2 separate regions of the Sus scrofa genome follow, and region 2 is linked to region 1. The links are chromatin contacts, called in public Hi-C maps. All regions are on one chromosome and are shown on one strand. The core of a region is the stretch at or near the end of the contact, and the rest is flanking DNA. Distances in the headings are between cores, read along the strand shown.

Region 1 (4,457 bases), core at 394-2,893:
AAAAGAATCTACAAAACTAGGAGTTCCCATCGTGGCGCAGTGGTTAATGAATCTGACTAGGAACAATGAGGTTGCGGGTTTGATCCCTGGCCTTGCTCAGTGGGTTAAGGATCCAGCGTTGCTGTGAGCTGTGGTGTAGGTCACAGACACAGCTCAGATCCTGCGTTGCTGTGGCTCTGGCGTAGGTCAGCAGCTACAGCTCTAATTTGACCCCGAGCCTGGGAATCTCCACATGCTGCAAGAGCGGCCCTAGAAAAGGCAAAGAGACAAAAAAAAAAAAAAAAAAAAAAAAGAATCAACAAAACTAAATTTATAAAGTGCTGGCAAAAAGTCACAGCAGAAAGGTTGGCTCTGTGGCATTATTCTCACCGTGAACAGCGTCACCACGGCTGTTAGATATATACATCTATATACAGGCTGGGTGTGAGGTTCCAGTGATTTTTAAAATCTTTATACTCTTCCGGACTGATTTTCTTTTTTTTTCTTCAGGGACCATGACTTACTCTCTAACTAGAAAAAAATGGAGCTTTTTCTAAAATGTTGAGACTAAAAAACCACTGCCTACTGTGCACTGGCTGATCTAAACACGCAAGCAGCCCTCAAGTCCAGTCTCCAGGCGGGAAAGTAGAAGCGCCCTGACTTCCTCCCCAGAATCCCAGCCCCACCTCCTGAAGCCTGTCTCCAGCCAGGCTCCTGCCTGCCAGGAACCACTCAGATTAGATTAGAGCATCAGGAGCTCGCCATTTGTCTCTGCCTCTGAAGCCCAAGCTCCCCTCTGGCCCTTCCTGCTCACCCCACAGGCGTGACAGGGGTTGAATCGTGTACACTCTAAAAGATACGTCCCACCCCTAACCCCAGTACCTGGGAAGGTGACTTTATTTGGAAATAGGGACTTTGTAGGTATAATCAAATAGGACCGGTGTCCTTTTACGAAGAGAAGAGACACCAACATATGAGAAAAGATGGCCGTGTGGCCTCACAGGGCTGCAGAGATTAAAAGTGACTTGTGTACAAGTCCAGGGATGGCAAGGACTTCAGGGAGCCCCAGAGCCCAAGAGAAAGGACACTAGAGCCTAAGAGAAAAGCTCAGGACAGATTCTCCCCCCCCCCCCCACCGCCCCGAGCCTTCAGGGGGAGCACGACCCTCCTGACACCTGGATTCTGGACTGCCAGCCGCCAGAGTAAATCTCTGGGAGAATAATTCCTTTGTTCCCAGCCGCCGCCGCAGGAAATGGATACGACTCTCTCGTTTGCACCACATCTCCGAGCCGACGCAAAGCCCGCTCTTTAATTGTCCTTTCTCCCGAAGCCACGTGCAACCGGTCCCCATCCCACTGTTTGCCTGGCTGTCCCTCTCCACGTGCCGACCCCGGCAACCTGCACGCAGCAGATGCTGGGCAAATGTGCCCACCTCGGGGACCCTGTAGGACGCAGAAGTCAGCCTCTCCCGCTCTCCCCTGATGCTCCCCGAAGGCCCCCTCCCTCTACGATCAGTCTCCACTCCCACCAGGCGCCCCTTTCCAGTCTTCCCACATTTGTGTCCTCAATCCCTCGGCGTTATTTCCGGCTGGATGGGACGGCGGGGCCGCCCTGAGGCTGCACTTCACGCTTCTTCCAGCAGAGGGCGACGGAGCTCGGTGACCACGGCGCATCGCGGTCTGTGCCGGGCCGGTCTCCGGGACAAGCTGCAGGGGCAGCCCGGCGCCGTCGAGAGGCCAGGGTGCGGGGCTCGGCCCTCCCGGTGGCCAGGTCTGGCCTACTCAGGGTGGGGCGGCAGAGCCGCGACCGTCATCTAGGGACACGGTGACTGAGGCGCAGGTTCGTTTTAGCCTCAGGCGGGCGCCCAGCCCGGTCCCCGAGCCTCGCTTGCTCGGTCCCCGAACGCCGCTCTCTTTCTTCCTGCCGCCTCCACTCCCTAGACCCCGAGGCACCGGGGCTCGCGCCCACGCGGCACATCTCTGAGCCCCGCGTCCCAGAGCCGTGGCCGTGGCCACGTGGTCCCGCGCGCCCCCCAAACCCTGCCCCAGGCCCGGACTGCTGGGCTGGACGCGGTCATCAACGACCTGCACTGTCTGCGTCTTCAGGACCAGACTCCCAGCCGCACCCGGACCCGGTCCAACCCCGCGCGCCCCGGTCCCTTATTTGCAGGCTCCCTCTCCAGCCCCCTCCCGGGACAGCCCTGGGGGCGCCCTCACCCCATCGCGAGCAGGGCCCTCCCTCACTGCCGCTGTGACTCTGGCGGTGTTTCTTGCGATTTGGTTTTACGAGCCCCTTCCCAAGTCTTTGCCTTGTCTCCACTTTTTCGAGTGGCTTTTCCCCCACCCTGGCCAGTAACTACAGTGCTCAAGGTACAAAACTGAGAAAACTGATAAGTGAAAGAAAACCTGAAGTCCCAGCTGCTGTCAGTAGCCGTGTTAACCCAGCGTGCCCTGCGTGTGTGCACATGGATGTATCATCTTTCTCCAAATAGGAACCGTGCCCTCCCAGGACCTCTGTGACCTGCTGTCCCGCTCAACGACCCGCAGAGCAGCTCACCACGAAGGTGGCAGCTGCACACGCATCTGGGAGGCCCGGGGCCAGCCAGGGCTCTTTCTGGGGACCTCTGAGGAGCAGTCACGTCATGGACACCTGTCCCCAAGGCTGGCACTGCCCTCGCCCTCTGTCAGCTGGGCAGGTAAGGTCTTGCCTGGCTGCCGGGCCAGGGGCTTCAGGGCTTGGGTTTCTCTTTTTGAGGAGCCTCCCACGCCCGCCCCCTTTCTCCCGAAACACTTCTGCCCTTTTAGAGCAGCTCTCCTCTCGCCTGTGACTAAATTCCAGAAACAAAAAACAAAAGCACGTGGACACACAAAGGAACATTCTTCCTTTCTGCATCTGGGCTGGGAAGGATGGGCCTCCAGCTCGGTGGTTCTCTGGGAGCGGTGTGGGTGTGGGGGACATTTGGCAACGTCTGATTGTGGTGACTTGGGGGTTTGCTGCTGGCACCTAGTGGATGGAGGCCAGAGCTACTGCTGAGCAGCCCAGGAAGCACAGGACAGCCCCCGGAAGTAAACTAGGCACCTCAAAGGTCAACAGGGCCAAGCTCCGGACCCCTGTTCCAGATGGTCCTCAAATCTTCCTTGGGGCCCAAGAGCCTCACAGCCAGGAGACATGACCTCGACTGGTCACTGCCAGGCCCTGCCCGTTCAGCTGGGACATGGCGACATGAAAGAGCTGGTGACAAAGAAGGCAAGAGGTTGAAAGGCAAGCCTGCAGAATGAGGATGGTGCCGTGAGGCAGGGCAGGGCTGGGGGGAGGGGAGTCTGGTAGCTGGCAGGCTCTGATTTTATTACTCAGATGTTTCTGGAATTACTGGGGCAAAGACAAAACTCATTTAGGAGTCTCCTTTCGCGGTGATTGGGGACCACCTGACACAGCCCTTCTGACTGCAGGCGCCACTGTTAGAGCTCAGGGGAACCTGCGACATTCGTCAGTTTCCAGGTGGACACAGGTGCACCCCAGGCTCCCGCCTCAGTCTCCGAAATTGCAGATCAGAGCATCTCCCTTTGTCAGGCACCACCTGCACCTCGGCTCTTTCACACGCACACTCCCGGCATCGCTCGTGCGCCTGTGGAGGCAGAGTGACCCCACCTCACAGGTGGGTCACTGAGGCTCTCAGACTCCAGGTGACGTATCCGAAGCCACGTGGCCAGCAGGGGGCGGAGGATGTCAACCCAGGCTTTTCTCGCCTTAAATCAGACCAGGCCGCTGGCTCTCAAATGTGGCTGCTGGGTGGAATTCTTGGGTAGAATCACTGGGACGTTTGGAAAATGCTGATGCCCGGGCCTTGGCCCAGATATCCTGATTTAATTAGTCTGGGCCGCACCTGGGCACTGAGGTTTTCTTCTTTTTTTTTTTTTTGTCTTTTGTCTTTTTTTGTTGTTGTTATTTCTTGGGCCGCTCCCGCGGCATATGGAGGTTCCCAGGCCAGGGGTTGAATCGGAGCTGTAGCCACCGGCCTACGCCAGAGCCGCAGCAACTCGGGATCCGAGCCGCGTCTGCAACCTACACCACAGCTCACGGCAACGCCGGATCGTTAACCCACTGAGCAAGGGCAGGGACCGAACCCGCAACCTCATGGTTCCTAGTCAGATTCATTAACCACTGCGCCACGATGGGAACTCCCGACACTGAGGTTTTCAAACGCTCCCCAGGAGCCCCCACCTCGCCACCTCAGTTAACGTCTGGGGTGTGACGTGGGGCAGGGAAGGGTCTGTTTTAAAAATTTTTGAGATCTTCGACTCTCTTCCCAGGAACAAGCCCATGTTTTGTGTCTAGAATCCTTAGGATTGGCTTCCGATGGCTGCTTTTCCACCTGAATGTGGAGGTTTCCACGCCTGGTCAATCTGACACCGGTATCTTCCGGCTTCTTGTTCGTCCCTGGATGTCTGGAGACTTGAAATAACAGTTTAAAGCACACT
Region 2 (4,643 bases), core at 190-2,689, 140 kb after region 1:
CCATGGGCAACGAAGGACCGTGGGGTTGCATTAACCTCACAAATGCGCCAGGAAACAAATAACGGGATCTTAAAAGACGTTTATCATATTAAGGTCTTGAAGGACCAAGATATTAAAATTTCTACAACCTACTGCAATGCATTTTGTAGGAACGTTTTTACCTTGTGGTCCATACTGGCTCATCTGTGGACCGTAAGTCCCACTTGAGTTACTCTGCTGAAAGCTACTGATTCCGGGATGCATCTGGCCTCCAGGAGAAGGATGAGGCGACATGGATGGTCCTGTCTGCTGAGCTCCATACTGAGACATCTGAGGGTTTCTTTGTGTGCCTGCCATAAAACCTACGTGGGAAATAAAGGGAAATACATAAATGCAGGTGACAAAAGTGGACACGGAGTTGTGTGGGAGGGGGATGTGAGGAGGCTGGCAGGATTCTCGTAAAGAACATCTGAGACATCTCCAACCCGAGACGGAGGACGTGACAGGGCCCCTGGGCTACCCTAGTCCTGAGCCTGGAGGCTCTTTCATCGGAGTTCCTGGGAACCCAGACGGATTGTGCACTTGAACGAGGGGAAGGCGGGAGGGAGGAAGGGCGGCTAAGCGTACGCACTCTCAAGCTCCGTCCTGCGGGCCAGACAGGCTGTGCACCCTCGGGCCTCTGCCCACTTCCCGCTGTCTGGGCTGTGAGGCCCCGGCCCGCACACACCCCAGCCTTCTCCCAGGCCCAGGCCTGCACCCGGCACTCCCCAGGCCAAACCTGCTTTTCTCCCCTCTGATCACCCTGGCTGTTACCATGCTGCAGCCTCACCACCTGACACCGACTGTCCCTTAGGGGTGAGCTGTGAACCAGCAGGGTCCGAAGAAGGCCAAACCCACTCTGCCTTCTTCTCCCCAACTCCGCCCTCTCCTGTTCCCTCCCTGAGATTCCTCTCCCGCTCCCTTGGGCCGCCCTCCCTGCCTGCGCCACTCCCCGCCCTCACTCTCTTCCCCACTGTACGTTTCATAAGCTGCAGTCATCGTACTTTATTTCTGATTCAACTCAACCTCTGTCGCCCACACTGAAGCGTAAGCCCCATGAAGGCGCGGATCACGCCACGCTCCCCGCTGCATCGTCAGGGCCCGAGGCAGCCTCAGCATCCACGGGCGGAATGAACGAGCCTTAAACTCCCCTGTGCTCCCCGAGCGCTGAGCACAGCAGAGGAGGGGCTGGCAGGTAGTCGTCCAAATGGAGAAAGCAAATGCGTCTTTAAATGGCAAAGGACTCTAAGGTCAAGGTCCAGCCCCATCAACAGTGGTTCAGAGAAGAAGGGCGAATACGCGTTTAGACAAAGAATACCCCAAATCAAGACACAGACAAATCAGCAAGTCAGCAAACTGATACAGGGCAGTGTGAAGAACAGCTCCCAGAACCCGGGAGTTGGAGTCGGTGAGAGTTCATGGTTGTCGGCTGAGGGCTCTGGCACAGGGAGAGCGCGGGCGGGCAGGTTTCGGCCTCCTCCACAGGGGGACCGAGAGCAGCAGCTTCCAGAGAGGGTCTCCCGAGGATCCCAGGTCAGCTTAAATTTAGGGGGTTAAGTCAAGAAGGGTGTTTACAAAGGCCGTGATTTACATTTCAGTAAGGAAAGAAAAAAAAAACTTCCAACACGGCTTCTGTCTAAAGAGATAGACATAAAATACAACTAAGTAGAGCTGTTCCTTATTAGCCTACTTCATTTATTTATAAAGATAAGTCTTGTGAAATTGGGCTCAATTGGCAGCTCCCAGATATAAATCATCACAGAAAATGTTTGCTTTTTCAAATCTGAAAACAAACAGAAATCAGAGCGCTAAAATTACTATAAATGATTCCATCTTAAGATGTAACATGAAATATTTATCTAAGCCTTACTATAAAATTCTCAAGAGTTTCACGTAGAGTCCTGTTTAATAAAAAACATGTTGAAATTCCACGCAGATTGTGTAAGTTTTTCTTCTTTCTTTTGGAGAATGACTGTTTTCTTTTTCATTAGTTTAAGGAAAACAAAACGCGTCCTTTTTTTTAGCATCAAATTTCAACTTCAACCATGAAAGTGTCCATGTGAAGGACTTAGAACCTCTGATGATACAGCACATCCTTAAGTTATTGCTGCTCTGAGACACTTAGTGTGTGTGTATATATAGGCTTAAGGTTTGTTCAAATGACTTCTGAGGATTCTTATCTCAACAAGTTGTTTCTTTATTTCTAACTTTTTACTCAGTCCTTAAACACACACCCCCCCCCCACAAACTCCCCCCACCCAGCGACCATGATCCACTTGAACTATCTCACTCATCACTGGAATTTTGCAGAAAATCAAGTCTGAGACAAGGCTCCAGAAGAGGTAGTGTGTTAAAGCTAATCCAAATGGAATCAGAGTCCATCCACAACTTAGAGATAAGGTTTTATGGAGCATGGAATCCATCTCCTTCCATAGAAATTAGGATCGGAAAGATAATTTTTTCCTCTCTGTACGGTTTTGCAATAGCACCACTTACAAGAAGAGGTTCCTGAAATCTTGTTTTATATTTTTGGTGAGACTCATCCTTTTCCATGTATTTCCCAAGACAATGAAAGGAGGTGACATAATTTCCCTGACTCTTCTGAGCTATAATCATCTACTGGCAGTCAGCTGGGAGTAGAAGGCCTAGATCACAGCCTTGTTCCTGTCGCTAGCTCAGAATCTAGGAGGGGAGACAGACGGGTACATGGATAAACTGTAGCGTGTGTACTCATCAAAGGAGCTGTGTGACCCCTTAGGTGAGTCATCATTTGTCTGAGACTGAGTTTCCCCATCTTTTTTTTTTTTTTTCTTGCTTTTTAGGGCCACACCTGTGGCATATGGAAGTTCCCAGGCTAGGGGTCGAACTGGAGGTCCAGTTGCCGGCCTGCACCACAGCCAAAGCAACACAGGATCCAAGCCATGTCTGCGACCTACACCACAGCTCACAGCAACGCCAGATCCCCAACCCGCTGGGCGGGGCCAGGGATTGAACTGGCATCCTCATGGATACTAGTCAGATTTGTGTCCACTGTGCCGCAATGAGAACTCCAGTTTCCTCATCTTAAATGCAGATGAGGCTGTTGTAGAGTCAACCGAGACAGCACGTGAGAGGGTCTGCAACGAGAAATATGACACTCAAGGACATGAGGATGGTAATTTTCTGGTCCATAAACTGCTGTATCTTTTAGCTCCTGAATATCTCACATGCGGATGTAGTTTCCAACTAGAATGAACAAGCTAGTTTTTCTTTCTACATTTGTTTGTTATTTAAATATGTGGGATCCAAGTGGATAAGCCGTGAGATCCTGCTGTAGAGCACTGGGAACTGTATCTAGTCACTTGTGATGGAGCATGATGGAGAGTAATGTGAGAAAAAAATGTGTATGTGTGTGTGTGTGACTGAGTCATTTTGCTGTACAGTAGAAAACGGACAGAACACTATAAGCCAACTACAATGGAAAAAATAAAAATCATTAAAAAATAATAAATAAAATAAAAATAAATAAATATGTGTAACTTTCTACAAATTACAAAAGGTTAAAAGGACATATATCCCCACCTCCTACCACTGAGATCCCCTCACCAAAGGCAAATGGTTTTTAATACATTCTTTCAGGGATATGTTATAATTTGTTTATGTTAGAGTATGTATTTCCGTCATCATGAGTAAAGGTGAACAGTCTGTTTTACAACAGTTTTGACTTCTTTTCTACAACTCCTTATTCTATTGGCCCACTTTGCTGTTGGCAACTGCGTCTTGCAGATTCAGCTCCCATTACCATAATAAATAGCTGTGTGCTTCACCAAAACTCTTGTATCTGCAGTCCTATGGAAAACTGGTCCATCAGTCTGATTAACACTGGGAAAGGCTGTATACAGTCTTAGCAGGAAAGCAGTGTGATCTGATTTGCATTTTTGAAAGCTAATTCTACCGTAATATGCAGCATGAAGAAAGACTGAAGGAGAGAAAGGCTAAAAGTTAGGAAACCAGTTAAGGTGGTACGTATAGTGAGATGTAATATATGATCAGAATTAAATGCCAGAAGTAATTCTGCTAAAAAAGCCTTCCATTATGGTATAATCATATTTTTTAAAGATTTCTGAACACCATCCTAATCTAAACAAATTGATGAAAAACTAGAGGACAGAAGTTAATGAAAAAAGAAATATTTCTATGTTTCATCCTAAAGATAGGAATCTGCAGGTCTACTATTGGTTTCCTCATCTGTAAAGTAGGGACAAATATATCTACCTCACAGGGTTGCTCTGGGGATTAAATGATGATACCTGTAAAAAATGTATAGCAGTGCCTGGCATACAATGAGCTTTCAGTAATTAGTAGCTATTACTAGAATTATATATTCAAAAAAGGAAGGCAAGAGAGGCAGAATGGTGTGACAGAAAGGGAACTGACGAGGAAGCTGGTCCCAGGCCTTCCACGTTTGCTGTGCAGAATACGGCCATAAACCTGGCCTTTCTGGCCTCAGTTTCCTCATCTGTTCAATGGGGAGAGGGACGACATATAACACTTACAGTGGCACTTCCAGCTCTAGTTCTCTTTGATTCTGCCTTAAGCTTTTAAGAAAAATTTAATTCAGGTCTGTAATTTGCATGTATATTTAT

What was found. A called contact is a pair of places that touch in the nucleus more often than the background predicts.
Region 2: a contact with region 1 is called in a Hi-C map of subcutaneous adipose tissue, with 2.2 times the contacts expected there. The contact joins two enhancer-like sites. A contact is called at or near these places in 16 of 47 Hi-C or Micro-C datasets (alveolar macrophages, blood, embryonic fibroblasts and 12 more).

Annotation. Positions count from the first base shown.
Region 1 is chr1:9,728,783-9,733,239 of Sscrofa11.1, forward strand. No RefSeq gene overlaps it. Among named protein-coding and RNA genes, the nearest start is that of TMEM242, 63 kb to the left of the region's middle. Within about 2 kb of position 1,644, at least 21 of the 83 cell types and tissues checked have an H3K27ac peak or open chromatin away from gene starts, as enhancers often do. A contact at or near this core is called in retroperitoneal adipose tissue and subcutaneous adipose tissue, where this site is marked.
Region 2 is chr1:9,873,197-9,877,839 of Sscrofa11.1, forward strand. ARID1B (AT-rich interactive domain-containing protein 1B) reads right to left here. Exons shown (of 21, transcript XM_021071898.1): 7 at 162-341. Among named protein-coding and RNA genes, the nearest start is that of TMEM242, 210 kb to the left of the region's middle. Within about 2 kb of position 1,440, at least 6 of the 83 cell types and tissues checked have an H3K27ac peak or open chromatin away from gene starts, as enhancers often do. A contact at or near this core is called in retroperitoneal adipose tissue and subcutaneous adipose tissue, where this site is marked.